Linked DNA regions of Mus musculus: all the other regions are linked to region 1. The links are chromatin contacts, called in public HiChIP or PLAC-seq and promoter capture Hi-C maps. All regions are on one chromosome and are shown on one strand. The core of a region is the stretch at or near the end of the contact, and the rest is flanking DNA. Distances in the headings are between cores, read along the strand shown.

The links. Promoter capture Hi-C pulls out the DNA fragments that hold promoters and counts their contacts. HiChIP or PLAC-seq counts read pairs in DNA pulled down with a chosen protein or histone mark.
Region 2: an H3K27ac HiChIP or PLAC-seq map of embryonic stem cells shows a contact between it and region 1, with 4 times the contacts expected there. The contact joins the enhancer-like site here to the promoter of Tomm70a in region 1. A contact is called at or near these places in 3 of 39 promoter capture datasets (cranial neural crest, embryonic stem cells and frontonasal cranial neural crest), 5 of 115 datasets of contacts at active chromatin or transcription factors (the 230-238 cell line, embryonic stem cells, extraembryonic endoderm stem cells and 1 more) and 1 of 9 other capture datasets (macrophages).
Region 3: an H3K27ac HiChIP or PLAC-seq map of thymic regulatory T cells shows a contact between it and region 1, with 8 times the contacts expected there. The contact joins the promoter of Trmt10c here to the promoter of Tomm70a in region 1. A contact is called at or near these places in 11 of 39 promoter capture datasets (the 3T3-L1 cell line, the HPC-7 cell line, cranial neural crest and 7 more), 2 of 484 Hi-C or Micro-C datasets (LSK cells and Th1 cells), 9 of 115 datasets of contacts at active chromatin or transcription factors (astrocytes, embryonic stem cells, extraembryonic endoderm stem cells and 4 more) and 5 of 9 other capture datasets (adipose tissue, embryonic stem cells, liver and 2 more).
Region 4: an H3K27ac HiChIP or PLAC-seq map of embryonic stem cells shows a contact between it and region 1, with 6 times the contacts expected there. The contact joins the promoter of Senp7 here to the promoter of Tomm70a in region 1. A contact is called at or near these places in 5 of 39 promoter capture datasets (the C10 cell line, embryonic stem cells, liver and 1 more), 3 of 484 Hi-C or Micro-C datasets (CD4 T cells, forebrain and liver), 10 of 115 datasets of contacts at active chromatin or transcription factors (DN3 thymocytes, astrocytes, embryonic forebrain and 5 more) and 2 of 9 other capture datasets (adipose tissue and macrophages).
Region 5: a contact with region 1 is called in an H3K4me3 HiChIP or PLAC-seq map of pro-B cells, with 5 times the contacts expected there. The contact joins the promoter of Zbtb11 here to the promoter of Tomm70a in region 1. A contact is called at or near these places in 15 of 39 promoter capture datasets (the 3T3-L1 cell line, 3T3-L1-derived adipocytes, the C10 cell line and 11 more), 8 of 484 Hi-C or Micro-C datasets (B cells, the N1E-115 cell line, Sertoli cells and 5 more), 20 of 115 datasets of contacts at active chromatin or transcription factors (the 230-238 cell line, acute myeloid leukemia, astrocytes and 11 more) and 4 of 9 other capture datasets (adipose tissue, embryonic stem cells, liver and 1 more).
Region 6: a promoter capture Hi-C map of embryonic stem cells shows a contact between it and region 1, with 3 times the contacts expected there. The contact joins the promoter of Nxpe3 here to the promoter of Tomm70a in region 1. A contact is called at or near these places in 3 of 39 promoter capture datasets (embryonic stem cells, liver and pre-B cells), 1 of 484 Hi-C or Micro-C datasets (B cells), 5 of 115 datasets of contacts at active chromatin or transcription factors (astrocytes, embryonic stem cells, pro-B cells and 1 more) and 2 of 9 other capture datasets (adipose tissue and liver).

The regions. Positions count from the first base shown.
Region 1 is chr16:57,119,988-57,123,017 of GRCm38.p6, forward strand. It overlaps Tomm70a (translocase of outer mitochondrial membrane 70A), which reads left to right and starts at 1,727. Exons shown (of 12, transcript NM_138599.5): 1 at 1,727-2,207. The coding sequence starts at 1,875.
Region 2 is chr16:56,115,458-56,118,590 of GRCm38.p6, forward strand. All of the region lies in intron 5 of Senp7 (SUMO1/sentrin specific peptidase 7), which reads left to right. Among named protein-coding and RNA genes, the nearest start is that of Senp7, 42 kb to the left of the region's middle. Within about 2 kb of position 1,389, at least 26 of the 459 cell types and tissues checked have an H3K27ac peak or open chromatin away from gene starts, as enhancers often do. A contact at or near this core is called in embryonic stem cells, where this site is marked.
Region 3 is chr16:56,036,057-56,039,143 of GRCm38.p6, forward strand. Trmt10c (tRNA methyltransferase 10C, mitochondrial RNase P subunit) reads right to left here and starts at 1,730. Exons shown (of 2, transcript NM_029092.4): 1 at 1,445-1,730.
Region 4 is chr16:56,074,042-56,077,096 of GRCm38.p6, forward strand. It overlaps Senp7 (SUMO1/sentrin specific peptidase 7), which reads left to right and starts at 1,363. Exons shown (of 24, transcript NM_025483.4): 1 at 1,363-1,537. The coding sequence starts at 1,498.
Region 5 is chr16:55,972,403-55,975,706 of GRCm38.p6, forward strand. Zbtb11 (zinc finger and BTB domain containing 11) reads left to right here and starts at 1,402. Exons shown (of 11, transcript NM_173026.2): 1 at 1,402-1,969. The coding sequence starts at 1,660. Zbtb11os1 (zinc finger and BTB domain containing 11, opposite strand 1) reads right to left here and starts at 2,215. Exons shown (of 1, transcript NR_027965.1): 1 at 866-2,215.
Region 6 is chr16:55,893,728-55,896,745 of GRCm38.p6, forward strand. Nxpe3 (neurexophilin and PC-esterase domain family, member 3) reads right to left here and starts at 1,552. Exons shown (of 6, transcript NM_001134457.1): 1 at 1,201-1,552.

The DNA.
Region 1 (3,030 bases), core at 477-2,976:
AGACCCATATGGACAAAAGAAGTGACTCCCAAAGATTCATATCATGATCCGTGGAATGGGTGCACCCATACACATACATACACAAAATTAACAAAGGTGAAAATCTTTCAAATGTGTTTTAGTTCCAATGGTTTATTCAAACTGGGAGCCTTTAGTCCTCCAAGATATCACAGAAAAAAATGTGAAGTTATAGGGGGAGAATCCTTTTGCTGTTATTCTGAAAAATCCAAGATTACTCAGAGGGCATGAGATTCCGATTTTGAAGTTCTGGGGTGAGAACAGTGCCTACAGCAATCTCTATTTGATCAACTAAGTTACACTACCATTTTCAGTTTGTTGCTAGTGCAAACATTTCACTGGTGAGAACCAACATGACGCAAGAGAAAAGGCCCTGAAGTTTCAAACTGGAACATTCTATTTTAATCACTCCACGTTGACACAACTTGGCCTTTGCATCTTCATGTAATGCTATTATGGTGAGCATCCTGTGGTACTTAAAAGCCAAATGACCATCTATGGGTGTTTGGTTTTTGTTTTTTTGGTTTGTTTGTTTGTTTGTTTGTTTGTTTGTTTGACAAAAGGATGTTCAAACCTGAAATGAAGAGCCATAGCCTGGAACATTTAATTATCCATGCTTTGCCTTTTTTTCTTGAAAATTGTGTGAATTCCAAACACCTTGCAAAGTAGACTTCATGCTTTGAGACCAGATCCAGAGTTCATGAAGGCTTAAGAAAAGTACTTCAGGGCTGACGAGATGGCTCAGCAGTTAAGAGCACTGACTGTTCTTCCAGAGGTCCTGAGTTCAATTCCCAGCAACCACATGGTTGGCTCACAACCATCTGTAATGGGATCCGATGCCCTCTTCTGATGTGCTTGAAAAACAGCTACAGTGTAGTCATATAAATGAAATAAATTTTTTTTAAAAATTTAAGTTATTTCAAATAAGTGAGCAAACTCAAAGTGTTGTGACAGACACTTGTGCTCCAGGGAAGGTTGTATGGGCTAGATGTCAGGTGGAATCCATTTTAAGATACACACGTAAAGATGCCTGCGGTGATCCGGGGTCCTCGAGGAAAGCCAATAGGAAAGCCTTCTAACAGACATCCTTGCCCTTTGTAACTATTAAAGGTGCAGCACACAGGCTGCAAGTCACTTCCATGAGTCAACCTACCTTCCCCAGTTTCCATCTAGTCTTTGCCCTCTGTCATTGTCCCAGGAACTACAAATTTGTCCAAACTACAATCTGGCTATTGCAGAAATATACAAAGCTGGTTTACACAGCACGATGGTCTCACCCTTTTTCCCCCCTCCCACAGTTTCAGTCTTTAACAGGCACCAACGTAGCCACACCCCCCTCCCCGATCCTACCAATCAACTGGGAGGCCCACCATCCCTGCTGGCCAATTCCCTTCACAGTGCTTCTGCAAGTCCCGCCCACTCACAGAGCTACAGGGAGCTGTCCCTCTACACTTGCTGCACACGGCCCCCCACGCCCCTCCTCGCCGCACTGGCGACAGTGCCACGGGTCCTTCTGTCCTGGAGAAGAGGTCTGCAGTCACGCAAGGCCTGAGACCTCCCGAGCGATTCTAGGCAACCGCCTGCAAGAGGAAAGGGAAAAGCCACCCAGAGCGCCAGGCCTTCTGACCCCGGAAGTGGTTCTCCCCTGTACAGTAGATAGGGGCGGGCCCAGCCGCCGGTCTAGCCCGGCATGCCCCGGGCTTCCGGTGACCTCTGGCCCTTTTCTGTCGTCCGCTCCTGCTGCTTAGCGTGCTCGCTCGCGCGTTGCTTTCCCTCCACGCTCCCGGCTTCCTCCCCACGCTGCCCGGTGACCGTGGCGCCCGCGACCGGCGCGGCGGCGGCGGAGGACAGTCGTCATGGCCGCCTCTAAGCCCATAGAGGCGGCGATGGCGGCGGCTGCTGCGCCCGGTTCTGGAAATGGAGTGGGCGGTGGCGGTGGGACTGCGGGCCCCGGCTCGGGCGCGGGGACCCTGCCGCGATGGCACGTGGCGCTGGCCATCGGGGCGCCCCTGTTGCTGGGTGCTGGGGCTATGTACCTGTGGAGCCGAAGGCGGAGGCGCCGGGAAGCGGGAGGCCGGGGCGACGCCAGCGGCCTGAAGCGCAACAGTGAACGGAAGACCCCCGAGGGCAGGGCCAGTCCGGCCCTGGGCAGTGGCCACCACGACGGTTCTGGGGACTCCCTGGAAATGGTGAGAAGCCGCCCGGGCCGTAGAGGTGAAAACGAGCGGATGCAGCTTTTCCTTGACCCGTTGTGCGGGTGAGGGGCCCTCCCACCGGTCGGAAACTGCCGAGTGACTTTAGAGTCGTTTCTGGTTGCCTTTATAGGGAATGGAATAGCAGCTCCAGGCTGGCTAGCGTAGAGACGTTCTTTGACAATTTCCTTTGGGATCCAACAGAATACTTTGCCTTTCTTCTAAGTGACACAGCATTTATCCCTAGTATGTAGGTATGGGAAACATGCACAAATATAGTAATTCCATTAAGCGAAGAAAGGCAAATTTCACGGAACGATTGGAGTTGTACCGTGAGTTGTTATTGTGTTTCCCAAGACCAGAACTTTGCTAAGAACCTTTTAAAAACAAGCCATTTTTCTTTCGGAGTTTCTCTCTCGCTCTGATTGTGTGTGTGTGTGTGTGTGTGTGTGTGTGTGTGTGTGTGTTTGGGGAGGGAGATTAGCAACTATTACAAAGTTCAAAAAAATCATTAGGTAGCTTTGTATATAGGAAATAGTTCAGTTTTTAAGGAACTGTGCCTCCCACCCCCACCCCCGCTGCACATCTTAAAATGTTCTATTTCACCTGGACATATATATACATGTGTCCAAGCCTGATAAAGAGTCTCTGGTGTTATAACAAGCATTGGAGTGATAAACTGCTCTATCGGATCTGGTGGTCAGACTATTAAATCTTTTTGACAAGTTTGACGGCTGTGTGGAGAATTGGCATGGACTGAGATTGAGTGAGATAAGGGACTTTACTGGGTCAGGAATTCTGTGGTGGTATTACCAGAGTA
Region 2 (3,133 bases), core at 139-2,638, 1.0 Mb before region 1:
CACTCACATGCATACATTACATAAATAAATCTTAAAAAAAAAATAGTCCCTAGTTCTCCCCCTTCCCTAGTTCCTGGCATTCAGCTGAGGTCTAGGTTTACTAAGCTCAGACTTGTTTCAAAGTATAAACAGTCTTTACTTTCAACTCACCCTTATGTTTGTTGCCCTTTGCTGTCTGAGTGACTGGCTCACCCATATACTAAGCTCTGTAAATTAGAACTTGGGAATGGCTGTAACTCCCTTTTATTTTCATTCCTTACATCTCATCATTGTGATGTAAATCTATACAGAAATAGTGTTTCATCTTTATTGCCAGCGCTCCAGTCTAAGTGTTGTGGGAAATATTAAAAAGAATGACAAGTTCCCGTGCCCCAGCAGCCTGGCCAGCCATGCACTGGTGGACAATGGCCAACCTGTTTTTTTTTAATCTCATGGAGACTCTGACTCAGAGCTCCAAAATCTCTCCACTCAGCTTGCTAAATTCCCACTGGCGGGTAGCTACCACACCAGCCCCATGCTTCACAACCCTCATGACCTTTGTGGTGCCCCTCAGGCAAACCCACATTTTGCCAGCAGTACCTTTCTCTCTTGAACCCAGACAAGCTTCCATGTGAAGGAAAACACAACACAAACTTAGTTCAGAAATAATGGTAACTCAATCTCTGGGCGCAACAATTAAAATACTAACTTGTAAACCCTATTAAATCTAAATCCTCTGCTGGCAAATCCTGATGGATCCACCATTGAAACTAGGAGACACTGGTAATTACCTCTTGTCCTCACGGTATCTCAGTCCAAAAAGAGCCCTCTTGCTTCCTCTCCTCCACTCCTCTTCTCGTCCACTCTCCAAACCGGAAGTCCCTCCTACTCACCCAGTGATTGGCTTCTTTATTCATTAGGGGATTGGTTCACAAGAAGTCACCTGAGTATATGACTCACTCCCTGTCCTTAGAGCCCCGCCCAGGAGAGTAGAATTAGCATCAAAATACAAACAGCACCAGACCCATCCACAGCATCTAAGCCCCAATAACTTAGTGTCTTTATTATTATGATAGCCACTTGTTCGGGCTTCCTGAGTATGAACTTTTCTTATCAAGCCATTCCTTACATTTGAAAGTCACATGAAACTTGTTACTCACGAGTTTATATCTGTCTGGATCCTTGTAACCTTCAAGTTTGGCACACAAATGCCAAATGACTGACCCACTGACTGTTTGGTCCGTGTCTGTTTGCTCTCCATATTTATATTATTCTTGGGAAACTGTTTATATCTCACTGAAAGCCATGTGCTGTTTCATTTTCTTCATTCTTTTATCTTGTAAACAATCTCCTCTTCCCCTTTTACTGATTTCTGCTGGTTCTAAATCCTGATCTCATTCATCTTTGTCTCCTTCTCACACGCGGCTGCACTTGAAACCTCCCTCTGTCCTCTTCAACAGCCTGTTCATCATAGCACACATACTGTGATTTGTAGCTTCTTTGTATGTATCCTTGACAGGAAACTTTAGGAGAACAGGGCCTGTATTACACTTTATTCCTTTTTCCTAGTACAGTATTAGGCATATATTAAATGGTAAGTATTTGCTGAATGGAAGAAACAGTTCCTACCGGAGGACCATATTCAGACTTTTATTGATACATATCCTCTTCTATTAGAATGAATTTTCGGCTCTGTAATTTTGATGACAACCTAGAAAAGAGATTCCAAGCCTTGAATAAGGACCTGGAGACCTCTTGGGTATGGCTTTGGATGAGTGTGTTCTGAGACTTGCTGTTTTCACCAGGAGCTTTGTGTCGCTTCAGTCTTCTGATGTTTGACAGGAGGCCTTTTGCCTTAGTTTCATTTTTACCCAGCAGATGAAAATTTACCTCTGCCTCTAAATTTCATCCTAAAGTTTAACTTTTAAGTAAACAAAATTACTTAATTGAGTACTGAAATGACTTTTTATTAGAAATTTTACTTTTCATTCTGGTATGTAAGAGCAATGAACTAACCTCCTTGCTTTTTTCTGTAAGGACAGTTTATCCCATTCATTCCTGGATCAGACTAACAGGACAAATAGAAAACACATGGGTCAAATCAACTATATAATGTAATAAGAATAAAGAGTCGGGAGTTATAGAAATACCAGGCTAGCAGGTATTTAAAAAACGAAACGTGGCGCTTGTTTTAAATTTGATTCCTTAATTGTTTGATTCTCTCCGGTCCCTACATCCTCTCTTTTTTTTTTATTTATTTATTTATTTATTTATTTATTTATTTATTTATATTTTTATGAGACAGAGTTTCTCTGTAATGTTGCCTATCCTGAAACTCACTGTGTTGACCAGGCTGGCCTAAAGGTCACAGAGATCCCCCTACCTCTGCCTCTCGAGTGCTGGGAATATAGACATGCACCAGCACCGCCCCAGCATGTTTGATTCTTTCTAAAGGACATGCCAGTACACGTCTCTTTATAGGCGAGCTTATTTCCACATGTGGTTCACATTTATTTTCCTGGTTGAAAATTTCTAGACATTTATAAGCTTTGGTCAGCAGGAGCTGAGTTGGACATACACAGAGGGTAAACTTACTCTTGCTTTCATTTATTGGCAGTGGCAGTGATTAGTGAAGTACAGAATACAATACACTCATATTTTTCCAATGAATTTATACTCGGAATTTGTCTAAATGGTGTATTTATTATTTTTCTTAAATTATACATTTGAAACAACAACAACAAAAAAACTCAGTGAATTCCAAATACTGTTCTTATTTTATGATTTCTTTAGGCCAGTATTATTCTAGTTGAGTGATAATGTGTTCATTTCAATTTTATAAACGGAAAAAGAAACCTGTGAAGTTTAGGGCTAGGGACGTGGCTTTGTGAGTAAAGTGCTGAGAAAGAGACATGAGAGCTTGATGTTGATCTCATGTACTGGGATCCCTCACCCATATTAAAAGCAGGATGTAGTGGGGTGGGTTTGCAGTCACAGTGCTGGGGAGGACAAGTAGGAGGGACACTGGGGCTCACTGACTGCCCAGCCTAGCTTAATTGGCAAGCCCTAGGCCCCAAGTGGGGGTCTTTGTTAAAAAAATAATGTGTGCAGCTCCCAAGGAACAAAACCTACAGTTGTCCTCTTGTCTTCTACA
Region 3 (3,087 bases), core at 480-2,979, 1.1 Mb before region 1:
CTGGCACTATAGCTGTGCAGCACCACTTCCTGCTCCACGTGATTTTATATAGTAATTTCAACATATTCTTAAACAAAAGGTTGACTCAAATTCCTCTTTTAGCTTTGTTATGGAACGGGCCTAAATGAGCAATATAATAACACAGCAAAGTTATATGGCAATTATAGGGCTGAGAACAAGACACTATAATCTCCTTCAGATGCACATCCAATCTCAAGATCCTTTATGAAATCAACAATGGAGACAAAAAGCAGGAAAGTTACGGAAGATGAAACCTGACTTAAAAACAAACAACCCTAAAGCACTGCCCACAAATGCCTTTGCGCTTCCACAACAGAAATGCAAGGCAGCTGACTAAAACAGACAGTAAATGTCTCAGCTCAGACTTTATAGCAGACGTTATAAAATAAAATATACAAAGCCAGGACAAATATATAAAAGGTTCTATAGTTTTATCTCAAAGAACTAGATGTTCCACAAAACAGCGAAAACACTTTGTTTGAGAACTTATGTAAAATGTGAGGGAGAAGGAAAATTCTTGAAAAATCCCACCCATCTTTAGCTTCTTGTCTGACTCTGTATACCCGTGCGTGTCCTCTGCTCCATGCAAATGCCCGGATGCACTCCATTCCACAGCAGTATAGTCCTAACTATGTGTTCCGTTGAGATCCAAGTTCACTCATGTGGTTTAAGCGGGTTTTTGCAGTATCACCCTTTGCTTGCCTGCCTTTTCAGCTGCACATCTTCTTTTCCCACTTTAGAGCAAACAATCCTATTAGTTTTTCAGAGCACCCTGTGCCTATGATAATACTTGTTTTCCCCACCAGAAACTAAAGACTATATTCCATTAGGATAAGGGCTGTGCCTATCCAGTTAAACGTGGCCAGCTTAGTCTACATATTGAGTTCCATGACAGCCAGGAATACTGTAAGACCGGTATCAAAAAGCAAAACAGCAAAACCATTCAAAAACAACCAAAAAATAAAAACTGATATCAGACTTTGAGAATTATTATTTAACTTAGAATCCTCAGGACCTGAGTTTGACAAAGTTATCATCCTGGGTAAGGCTTATTGTAGGCCTTCCAGCCCATGAGACCCTACTTAAAAAAAAAATATAAAAACAATATAGTTGATTTTTGCCTTTGTAACTAGTAGAAAGAAATTTCACACCACCATAGAAATTAAAAACAAAAACAAAAGTATAGGTTCTCCACTCTTTAGCGCCGGCTGGCAAATTCCCTTCCAGACAATTCTCCTGCCTCTGCCTCCCGAGTCCTGCCCCACCACACTCACTATAACAACCAAATTTTAAAAATATTTTATAGTAAAGTTCTGTGTGTGAGTCTGCGAAGGGGGTAATTATGTGCGCGGGCATGGCGATGCCCGGAGAGATCGAAAGCATGGGGAGCACCTAGGCAGAGAGACAGACCCCGACGACTTACACTTTAAAGCGCGACACAGGAGACGATCTGGGTGAACGCGGCTTCCGCTTCAGGTAGCGCCGTGCCTAACGACTCCTACAGCACGGCTTCCTCTCGCCTGGGGTTCTCAGAGGCCACGTTCCACGCCCCGCATCCTGGAAAGCCAGCGGGTCCACCCAGCACCCCAGCACCGGCAGAGAGAAGCTCCGCAGGTACCCAGACTGCGGCCGGCGGCTGGGCTGCAGGACTCCGGAGCAGATCCGCGTGCACACCGCGGCCTGCACTGCACCGCGAGGGTTTCCGCCGCGGCCGCCGGAAGTCCGGCACCACCGGATGTCCCGCCCCTCCGGCCACGGCCTCTGACGTTTAACTCGGCAGGCAGTTTGTTTCCCCACCCCCACCGCGCCTAAAGTCGCTCTGCGACCTCGCCGACTGCCCCTGAGTCCCCCGGAAAATGACGTTTTGAGTCGATTTGGGGGCTCGCCACCGATGCCCTGCCACATCATTTATTGCTTGGCGGTTAGAACTCGAATCCTTACAGGCTCTCAACTTGGTCACTCTCGTTACGCGCATGTCATAACAAAACCATAAGACTCAAGTCTTCACGTTCTATTTTAGAATTTAATTCTAGGCGGGCTAATGGCCAGTGTTTAATCCCAGAGTTTGGGAAGCTGAGGCGGCGGATCTCTGCAAGTTCGAGGCCATCGTGGTCTACAGAACGAGTTCAAGGACAGCCAAGGCTTACTCAGAGAAACCCTGTCTAGAAAAATCCAAGAAAGTAAAAGTAAATAAAATCTAATTCTAAATCAGTACTATTGCTAGTACCTACTACAGTGTGTACATACCATGTCACTTACGTGGAGAACAGGAGACAACCCCCGGGTATTGGTCCTCAGAGACAAGTGGATTTCTATGAGTTTGAGGCTAGCACAGTCTACTAAGTTTGAGTGAAAGATTCTGGCAGAATGTAAAAGGTCATAGAAGCCCTGAAATTGGTAAAATAGATTTTATTGTTAGTAGAACTGGCTTCATTGATTTAGAAAAATAGAGGTGCACAATGCTTTGGCCACTCCTCGAACCTGTGTGCCTGCCAATGTTCTGACCAGGTGTGTGCCCATTGCTGTACCTTCATTAGATTTTTTCCTTGTTTCCCTCCCATACCCATTTCTTGAGGAATCAATCATTTTAGAATAGATATTGTTTAGATCTGGAAATCCCCTAATCTCCCCCTTCTCCTTTCCCCCCGAGGGCCTATAAAAACTGGAAACTCTTTTCTCTCGGGGACGACTCCTCTACCCCTGCGTGGGATATGAGTCGTCCCCAGAGCTCTGGCTTTCCCCAAATAAAGCCTCATGTGGTTTGCAACAAGCTCGGTCTGTCGTGAGTTCTTGGGTGTCCGCTATTGTCCTGAGGCCTGAGTGAGGAGCTCCTCTCGGAGTTTTTCATTTGGGGGCTCGTCCGGGTTTGGCGTGACCACCCACGTCTCCGAAGACCCACTTGGAGGTGAGATTTTTTTGTCCAAAAATATTTCTGTAAGCCGGCTAGGTTCTGTGCTGAAATTTGCAGCCGCGACGTTTCGTGAGAAACAGAGACCTTTGCCTCGGGATGAGGCACTGAGTGTGAACAGCAGACGTGCTGGAATCACTGGCTGCTGCTCGCTCTGG
Region 4 (3,055 bases), core at 113-2,612, 1.0 Mb before region 1:
AGCTAGAACTGTTAGCATTTTGTCTAGGCTGTACCCCACAGTTACCTGGCAACAACTAGGTGTGCCCGACTGACTATAAAAGGGGCTGTTGGCCACCTTCCCTCTCTCTTCTGCTCTGTTGCCTTCTTGCTCCTGCTCTGTCCTCTTGCTCCTTCTGCCTGTCTCCCCATTCCCCTCCCCCATCTCTCCCCATGTCCTCATGGTGCTCATGGCCGGTGTCTACTCAATAAACTCTATGGGGGAAGGGATGGCTCAGCATGGGCTGGTGGAGGCACCCCATCTCCCACACCTGACTGCACAGCCACCAAACATACTCTTCCTCTCCCTTATCTTTTTACTAACAGAACAAGGACCAGGGTCTTGAAGCCCACACCCACAGTGACATACCTACTGCAAGAGGCCACACCTCCTAATAGTGTCATTCCCTGGGTCAAGCATGTTATAGTCTTAATTCTAGTGGCTATTTTGAAAAGAATTAGCACACAGGAAATGAGAAGGGGAATACATAACATTCCTGGCTCCAACTGGGTGGGAAGATTACAACGTGTCTAAATGTCATACAAGGTGGGGGAGAAAAAAAGATGTGAGTTTCTTGCTCCTGTGTGGGAGGGGGCGCAGGAAGAGCAGAGAGAGAGAAGCGTGGGGATGGTGAGACAGTAACAGATGGCAGGTGCAGGGGAAGAATCCTTGGCCCCAGAGAGTGGAGCTCTGGGACAGCCTGGTGCTTAGCATCTGCAGGAGTAGGGAAGGTGAGAGGCCAGGAGGCTGGGGTAGGGGTATTTGTGGATGGGGACTTTGGGGCTTTGATATGCAACCACAGGTATATGTCAACGAGGAGCCATCTGCCCCATCTCCTAGGCAAGGGAAACAAATGCTAGCCTTTATCTATCAGAGATCTAAGTGCTGGGCCACGACTGTTATTTTGGATCCTGAGGCCTAACAGTACCAAACACAGGCTTTATAGTTTTTGATAGAAAAGACTCATATTTGTTTATTTCTTACATCAAACAACAGGAACAACTACATTTTGCTGTCCTTGTTTCTAAGTTTGAGTAGCCTTCTTGAGGACAAATAGCTAGAAATACCACAGACAGTAGCTTCTCATATTTTGGGGGGTAATTTCGTTCAAAAGGCATAAAAGCAGAGGTACTCGGTATCTGTAATTTTTGTCAACTCAAATTTTATTTTAAAGTCAACGGGTTAAAAAATCGTGAATCAAGTTTTTCCTTAGGGACCCTCGTGGGGTAAGTCCCCTTCGCCTAACCAACGACAGAACGATAGGCTCGCAGGCTAAACAAGGCCCAGGAAGCGCTACCTCTGGCAGAGGTGGGAGGGGCAAGGGACTTCCGGTCGGGGGGGGGGGAGGCGACGACTAGTGCGCAAGCGCGAATCTCACTTCTGGCTTTCTCTCTTCCCCTCCCCCTCCCTTCCCCAGCCCGAGGGGTCCTGAGGTGACAGCGCCTGGAAGTGGGACTGGAGGAGCCGGCGGAGGAGAAGATGGACAGGGCCAGGCCTGGGCGTCGGCGAGCTTCATCAGGTGAGGAGAGCCGGCGCGAGGGCCGAGCCGACCATTGTACCTGCGCGGCTGGCGGCGGCTCCGCGGCGCGGTGGGGAGGGAGAGAGGGAGGGAGAGAGGAAGGGAGAGAGGGAGGGAGAGAGGAAGGGAGGGAGGGAGGGAGCGGCGGGGGCGCGCATAATGGAGAGCTGGAGGGGGGGGGGGCGCCCGCAGCTGTCGAAAAGCCTCGGCCGCCTGCCCCTTCTGCACCCCTTTGGTATGCTCCCTCCTCCCGGGACACGCTCCTTGATTGTCTTCGGTCCAGCGGTCTTCTCTGCTGGCTATAGCCGCTGTCCTGCCACGCCTTCCTCGCAATTGCACCCGCGTTCACTTTCGCTCCCACCTTCCCCGCACAAGATGTCACTCTCCTTTCTGATCCTTTGACCCCTCGCCTGGCCGGCTTCCCTCCTTCCTTTGGCAGATCAGAGAAGCTGCAAGCGAGGAAGGCGGGGCTTGTCGGTCGCCCCGCAGCGCCTCGAGTAAATAAAATACTCCTGCTGTCCCTCTCGTCCGACAGGCTCGTTTAATAGCGTTTTTCTTTTCCAGCCTCCAGCATCTTCCAAAAGTGATTCGAAAGTCAAAGGATTTGAAGCCGGGTTTTTTGTTGTTGTTGTGTTTTTGTTTTTGTTTTTTTATCTCAGCCCATTTTTTGGAATTGTTTTAAGACTTGAAACTCAAGAACCTCTTTTAAGTTTTGTATAAAATTGAGATAGAGCTCCGCCCCGTCGACAAGTTATTGTTATCCATCTCATCTGTTAAGTGCACCTCTTAATTCCTGGAGTCAGCTCCCGTGTGCATAGAAATGCACTGTCTAGTACATAAAACAGTGTCGATGAATTCATTGAGTTGTTTTTGTTTTCTTTTCTTTTTCTGTTTTTGAGAAAAGGTCTCCCTGTGTAACTCAAGATGGGGTCATATTCCTATTCCCCCTGATTACCTCTTCTGAATGGTGGGGTTACAGGCGACCCCCCCCCACTTTTTCCTCTTTCTGTTTTTTTGAGACAGAGTTTCTCTGTGTACTCCTGGCTATCCTGGAACTCAATTTGTAGACCTGGCTGGCCTCCCAACTCAGAGATATGCCTGCTTTTGCCTCCCATGTCCTGGGGTGTTAAAGGCTTGCACCACTACCAACTGAGCTCAACCCATTGTAAACTTTCTCATTATACGGTTTATTTTGGTAGAGTTAGACTCAGCAGTTCCAAATCTATTTAGGTATGCCCGGTGGCAATGTGTCTAAAGCTCTTAAGGCTATGAGCACAGATCTCTGAGGACTCGGTTTGACAGAGTTGAACTCCCAAGATCTCTTCATATGCAATCAATTTTATCAATATTTTTGTCTTTTTTTTTTTTTTTTTGAGGAATGGTCGTCCTCTTGCAGCCTTGGAGCTCAGGGGTCTCCTGCGTCAGACTTTTCCCGTGCTAGGATTTTAGGTGTGTTGCTACCACGCCTAGCCTTTTCCCACTGCGTATTTTAAAGATACTAGCTGTTCTTTGCCTTTG
Region 5 (3,304 bases), core at 152-2,651, 1.1 Mb before region 1:
AGCCCTCTTCTGGTGTCTGAAGACCGTGACCATGCACTCACATGTAGAAAATAAAATATTAAAAGTATCTGAGGTATGAGGGTATGACTAGCCTAGTAACAAGATCTTTTTCCCAAACAACCATTAGCTTGTGTAAAAAAATTAGTACATGGAATGTAGGCCTTTGCAAGGACACAAGTTTAAAGTTTAGCTTTTCTTAGGAAAGTCTGATTAAAGGGAAAAAAAAAAACCAAAAGACCAGTAACAGTTCCTGGGTTTTCTCTCTCTCTCTTTTTTTTTTTTTTGTTTGTTTGGGTTTTTCGAGACAGGGTTTCTCCGTATATTAGAGCTCACTGTCCTGGAACTCACTTTGTAGACCAGGCTGGCTCGGGACTCAGAAATCCACCTGCCTCTGCCTCCCAGTGCGCCACCACGCCTGGCTGTAACAGTTCCTGTTACCTGCAAATGCTTAGATGGATCTTAATTGTATTGGCAACATTCTTTTTATGTGTATTCTCAAGATTTGATTCAAATATCCCGTTAGCGGTTTTTTTTTTTAAAGTACAAAGGTCATGAAGCCACACCCTGTACAAACCTGTATCTGAATCTCTTGGGAGAAAGATGCTCTCCATTTTTACCCTTCATTTCCTTCATAGACGATGGAAACACTCTAACCACTGTCTGGTTTCTTGAGCCCACTGCCACCTGCTTGCTCCTTACCTGTGGTACCACAAACGTTTAAAAGCGTCATAGATAATGTGTGTGTCTTCTAGGCAGAAATAAAGAAAAATAGCTTCTTTAACTAAAGTCATTGGGTTGGGAAGCCTGGAACCTTCTAGCTTCAAGGAATAAGCACAAAGCGTCCGGGCATTACAAGGAAACGGGATTGAGAGTTACTTCTGCATGTTATTTAATCATCTAAGCAATCTGGACCTGCATAGTCGTCACCATGGTGATGTTTCTAGAAAATTACTTAGGTAGTTTGGAGAAAATTCGTAACACTGAAGCACTTAATGCTCGGTAATACTGCGACAGTATTTGGCCCAGAGGCTCAGACAGTGGCAATCAATTGCTACAGTTTCAAACTCGGCGGTATCTGGTATATCTAGTCTCAGAGTATACAGAACAACTGACTCAGTTACCGTTTACGGGGAGGGTCTCAGGGAAACAAACAGCGAACCGCTCAAACACGTGGCTTTACAGAGAGCGTGGGAAAGGAAAGGGAGGGCGGTGGGGGAGGGCCCTGCCAAGACTTAAGATGTCTGCTGAGGACCCCCGTATCTGCCCGAGAGAGCGCGTTCCCTCTTCCAACATGTCCTCCGCAGTGTTGACGTCACACCGCCGGCTCCCTGGGAGCGCAGAGCCGTAGCGCGCTCCAATCGGGGTGGCGGCCCCGCCCCGCTCCCGCGCGTCACTTCCGGTGGTGCAGCAGCCATTTTGTCAGTCGCCAGCGGATCCCGCGCGCTGCCGAAGTGCAGTTCCCCCTGGTTACCAGGTGGTCGGTTCTTCCCCTCCGCGCTGCCGGCGGGCGGGCAGGCGGGCGCCCTCGGAGAGAGAGAGCGCCCACCACAGGCGTCGCCTTCGCTCCTCCCCGGGTCGCCGCGGCCCCTCTCCCGAGCCGCGGCGCTGTCTGCCTCTCCTTACCACTGACAGGCGCCCCCGAGGGCGCTGCCGGCGGCTATGTCAAGCGAGGAGAGCTACCGGGCCATCCTGCGCTACCTGACGAACGAACGCGAGCCCTATGCGCCGGGCACCGAGGGCAATGTCAAGCGGAAGATCCGCAAGGCCGCCGCCTGCTACGTCGTGCGCGGCGGGACCCTCTACTACCAGCGGCGGCAGCGGCACCGCAAGACCTTCGCCGAGCTGGAGGTGGTGTTGCAGCCGGAGCGTCGCCAGGGCCTCATCGAGGCGGCCCATTTGGGCCCCGGGGGCACCCACCACACCCGGCACCAGACCTGGCACGACCTGTCCAAGACCTACTGGTGGCGAGGTGAGTGCGCCGGGCCCCGGGGGCCGAGGGGGGCGGCTCGGCCCGGCCTGCGTGCGCACCCGCGAGCCCTCAAGTCTGGGGACCGGGCCGTATCCTTAGCCCGGAGGCGTGCGTGCGTCCGTTCGGCTGCGCGGCAACCGCGGGACCCAGCCGAGCCAAGCGGAGCAGAGCGGGCTGGGGACGCGAAAGCAGCCGCACTTCCCCTACAGGAAGGAGGCCCGGGAGGCTGGGGGCGGACCCTCGCCCGGGGTGGGGCTTCGGGGGCTTCCCTCGGGGCCGGGCCAGGCGGTGGAGGGCGTGGTGCGGCCTATCTGGGCCCGCCCCCGAGGCCCTTAGGGGATGGTGGGAGACCCAGAGGCAGAGGCAGACCTACCCTCTCCCTCTCCCTTCTGCCGTAGAAAAAGCTGTCCCAAACCCTGGCTGCCGTCTCCCAGTGAGTGCCGCTCGGATTTGGCCATTGGACTAGGTCCAAATGTCTGTTTCTGCAACTGCGACACAGAAACAAGGAATAATGTGGTTATTAGGACTAATGATGGCGCAGTCGCTGTGAGTCCCGGTTTTAGGGCATTAGGCAGCCTTCCAGACTGCCAGATCCTTTTTCTCGGGAGATGGGACAAGACCGACATACCATAAGAGGTTTTATTTTATTAGGAGGAATGATGACACTTGTGTCGTATGTTTTTTCTTGTTTTGAGTGTGGCACTCCTCCCACCTCAGCCTCTCACGTGTTGATATTACAGCCCTGACTCACCAATCACGGTGACAGGGATCCTGTTTCCTAACGCTTTAACGTTCTTTTTACTTTGTGAAAATAGCCTCGGGAACTGTGTTACGCAGTGTGTGTTGAGAAAAGATCAGGCAACAGGTTTATTGACGGATTGTTTCTCGATTTGAGGCAAGATCTCACTAAATTACTCAGGCCGGCCTTGAGTTAAGGATCTGAGTGCCTCACTAGCTGGGATTACAGACCTGTACCATCAAATCATTGATTATTTGGGAGCAGAATATAATGACCCTAGCACTGTTTGATCCCTTGGAGAGTAGATGAGAGCAGAAAAGCTTGACCTTTTTCTTTTTAATTTTTTTAAAAATGTATGTGTGTGAATGTTTTCCCTGGCGGTGTGTGTGCCCGCACCAGCTGCCCACGAAGGTCAGGGAAGGGCATTGGATTCAGAACTGGAGTTAGGTTACAGATGTTTCTGACACCAGGTAGGTGCTCAGAATTGAACGCTGGTCATTTGAAAGAGCAAAAGTACTGTTTACTACTGAGCTGTCAAGCCAGTCCCTCTAATCTTTCTAGTAAGTTTTTAAAATTCTATTTTATGTGCTGTGTGT
Region 6 (3,018 bases), core at 302-2,801, 1.2 Mb before region 1:
GTGTAACCTGAGGGTAGTTGCTACCTTGTAAAGGTAGGCTCTTCGGTTATTAGAAGTGATAATTCTGTAAAAAGGGGCCAGTGAGGTGACTCAGCAGATAAAAGTGCCCTGACCAGCCCAGCAGTCTGATCCCCCAGGAGCCACAAGGTAGAACCACATTCCAGCGTTTGGCCTTGGCCTTTGCTCTCTGCAAATGAATTTTCTTTACACCTTAGGAGGCCAACACCTTTGCTGGTTCTGCTTTTCCTATGTCTACACCTTAGGCTTGGATCCTTTGGCATCGCTTACTTTGAAACCCTTGATATCCCTTAGATAGCTACAGTAGACTGCCAAGTAGAAGAACCACTAAATAGAGTGGCCAGGGGGCATTGCTTACTTCAGTTGGCAAGGGCTAGTGGTACTAAAATGAATTTTGAACTGTGCCTTGCCATGGTCTCTCAGGACAACTGGATTCTGGAGCACTAGGAACAACCATTCCCTCTTCAGTGACCTTCCTTCAGCTCCTTTCTCAGTAGCCGATTACACACTTGGTCAACCCAGAAGAAATTATGAAAACAACAGACATGGAAAGAAGATAGTAAGCCCAGTCAAAAGGGGACAGAGCCCCCCACACTGCTGGGTTAAAGTATGGTGTGCCCTCCCCCTGAGAGGAATCAGACAGTCATGAGGGTCCTGGCAACCTGCCAGCTTCAAAGACACCCTAATATTCCAAATGACACATAATGCCTACAGGAAGAGAACACAATCACCAGGCAGTGTGATTCTTCATCCATTGGGAACACGGCAATAATCTATTGTTGATGAAAAGCAAGGGGGAAATTACACTTTCATATACATTTTTGCAAAATCCTGCCTCACAACCTCTCTGAGCACCACTGCCCTTCTGAACTTGAGTCAAGCAGAGACAGAACACAAGCCAAGATCTCAACATCCCACAGAGGACTGTCACACACATGTTCCTCCCTGCATGACTTCTCTGATGCCTCCAAAACTGCAGCTCAGTAAGGCCTGGGTAGTCCAAAGTATGAGGAGACAACAAGATAAGAAGCAGCTGGCGCCACAGCAGCGATGAGACTGGCGATAGGGACCAAGTGCAGTGTCGCCAAGCTCTCTGCACTGGGAGTGGAAAAAAGAAGAGAAGTAAGGGGTGGGGGTTGGGGGGAGGAGAGGGGCCTGACTGCGCTCTCGGGTACAGGTCACCTGAGGTGCCTGCTACCAGGCGCTGCGGCGCTGCAGCAAGTGGAGAAACTGAGGATGGAGATGTTCAGGCTCGCCCTGCATCCTCTCTGCAGCGGCTCGGATCATCCGGACCTTGGCAGTCGCAGCCCAGGGCTGAAGCTCTGCCTGCGTCTTCGACCGGGGCCTCGGCTCCCGGGCTCTGGAACGCAGTTGGGACTCCCGGGGCCGCAGCTCCCTACACCCGGCCGGGGACGTTAGGGACCCGAGGTCCGCGCGCGGAACACAGGGCTCTGCAGCTGCGGGGCGCACGAGGCACGCCGCACCGGGCGCTCTCGGGACAGGCTCCGCCCCGCCGCGCGCATAGTCGCAGCTCGCACTCACCGGGTCTCCGGTCTCGCTCGCCGCTCGCCCTCCCACGGGATGTGGACGCTCCGATCGGGGGCCTCCGCGCCAGGCTGTTCTCTCCCGGCTTCCTGACCGCGCTACGGAGCCTCACCCCCGACCCCCGGCTACGATTGGTCCGACTATGGGCGGGGCGGGGCGGAGCGGGGATGTTGACTGACAGCCGCGCAAGCTGAGTGATGTGCCCAGTGGCGAAACAAGGAGTTGGCACTGCCTGTGCTACCCGACCGCCCCAGGGAGCTTGGGTTAGGATGACTGTGTACCTCCGGAGATACACTCTAGCCCGAGGGCTGGACCCTTTTGGAGACACAAATACAGATGACCTTCGGACATCAGCGTTTCCCCGGAGCGTCCCCTCAACCGATTCTCTTCCTGAGAACTAACCACAATGCTGGCCTAGCAGTGGCGGAGCTGCTGGTACCAGAGAAACACTGCTTGCCAAACGTGAGCATAGAGATCTTGAAGCTTCTCTCTTTGAAGTTAGTTCTTGGCAAAAGCGCCAGGATATTCCACCCAAACCACCCTCAATGCTGGATTACCCTAGTTTGGACGTTTTATGTCAAAAGCAGCTTGGTGAATCTGAGATACTGAGAGGAGTTTCTAGAGGACAGAAAGGCCTGTGTGGGACAAAAGACGTTCCTGGCTTAGAGCACAGTGGGGTTGGACTTACTTTTAACCAGAGCAAAATGCTGGGGGATGGGGTGGAGTCTGGGGCTGGAGAGATGGCTCAGCAGTTAAGAGCACTGGCTGCGTGCTCTTCCAGAGGTCCTGAGTTCAATTCCCAGTAACCACATGGTGGCTCACAACCATCTGTAATGAGATCTGACGCCCTCTTCTGGTGTGTCTGAAGACAGCTACAGTGTACTCATATACATTAAATAAATACATCTTTTTAAAAAATGTTAAAAAAAAAAGTCTGCCCTCAGACTTAGTCCCAAGTTGAAGTAGAATCGATATGAATTCCAACTGTCATTAATTATCATTATATTTATTGACAATGGAGCTATAAGAGCCTGAGGTCAGGAAGAACAGAAGCAAAACAACTGTCTTCGGGGCATAATAAGACCACTGGGTTCATGAACGCAGAGCACCTGTGCTTGCCTCTACAAGACTTGAACAAAACCAACCCACCAACATTCTCACATGGCAGGACAAAGGGTTCATGTGTACACACACATTAACTGAAGACCCAATGATGGCATCTGGGAACAGGAGATACTGTTTTCCTAAGGGTATGGACCCTGATAGGTCAACCACTCTCCGGGGAATGGCTTCCCACCTGTTAAGTGTTTGTGTAGCACAAACTGGACTAAGTTGTTTGTTTGTTTGTTTGCTTGTTTGTTTGTTTAAATTAAGAGAACACAGTGAAGGGAGTTGGAGATGGATCACGGGGGAATAGAGAGAGAGAAAATAATCAAAATACATTGCATAAAGTTC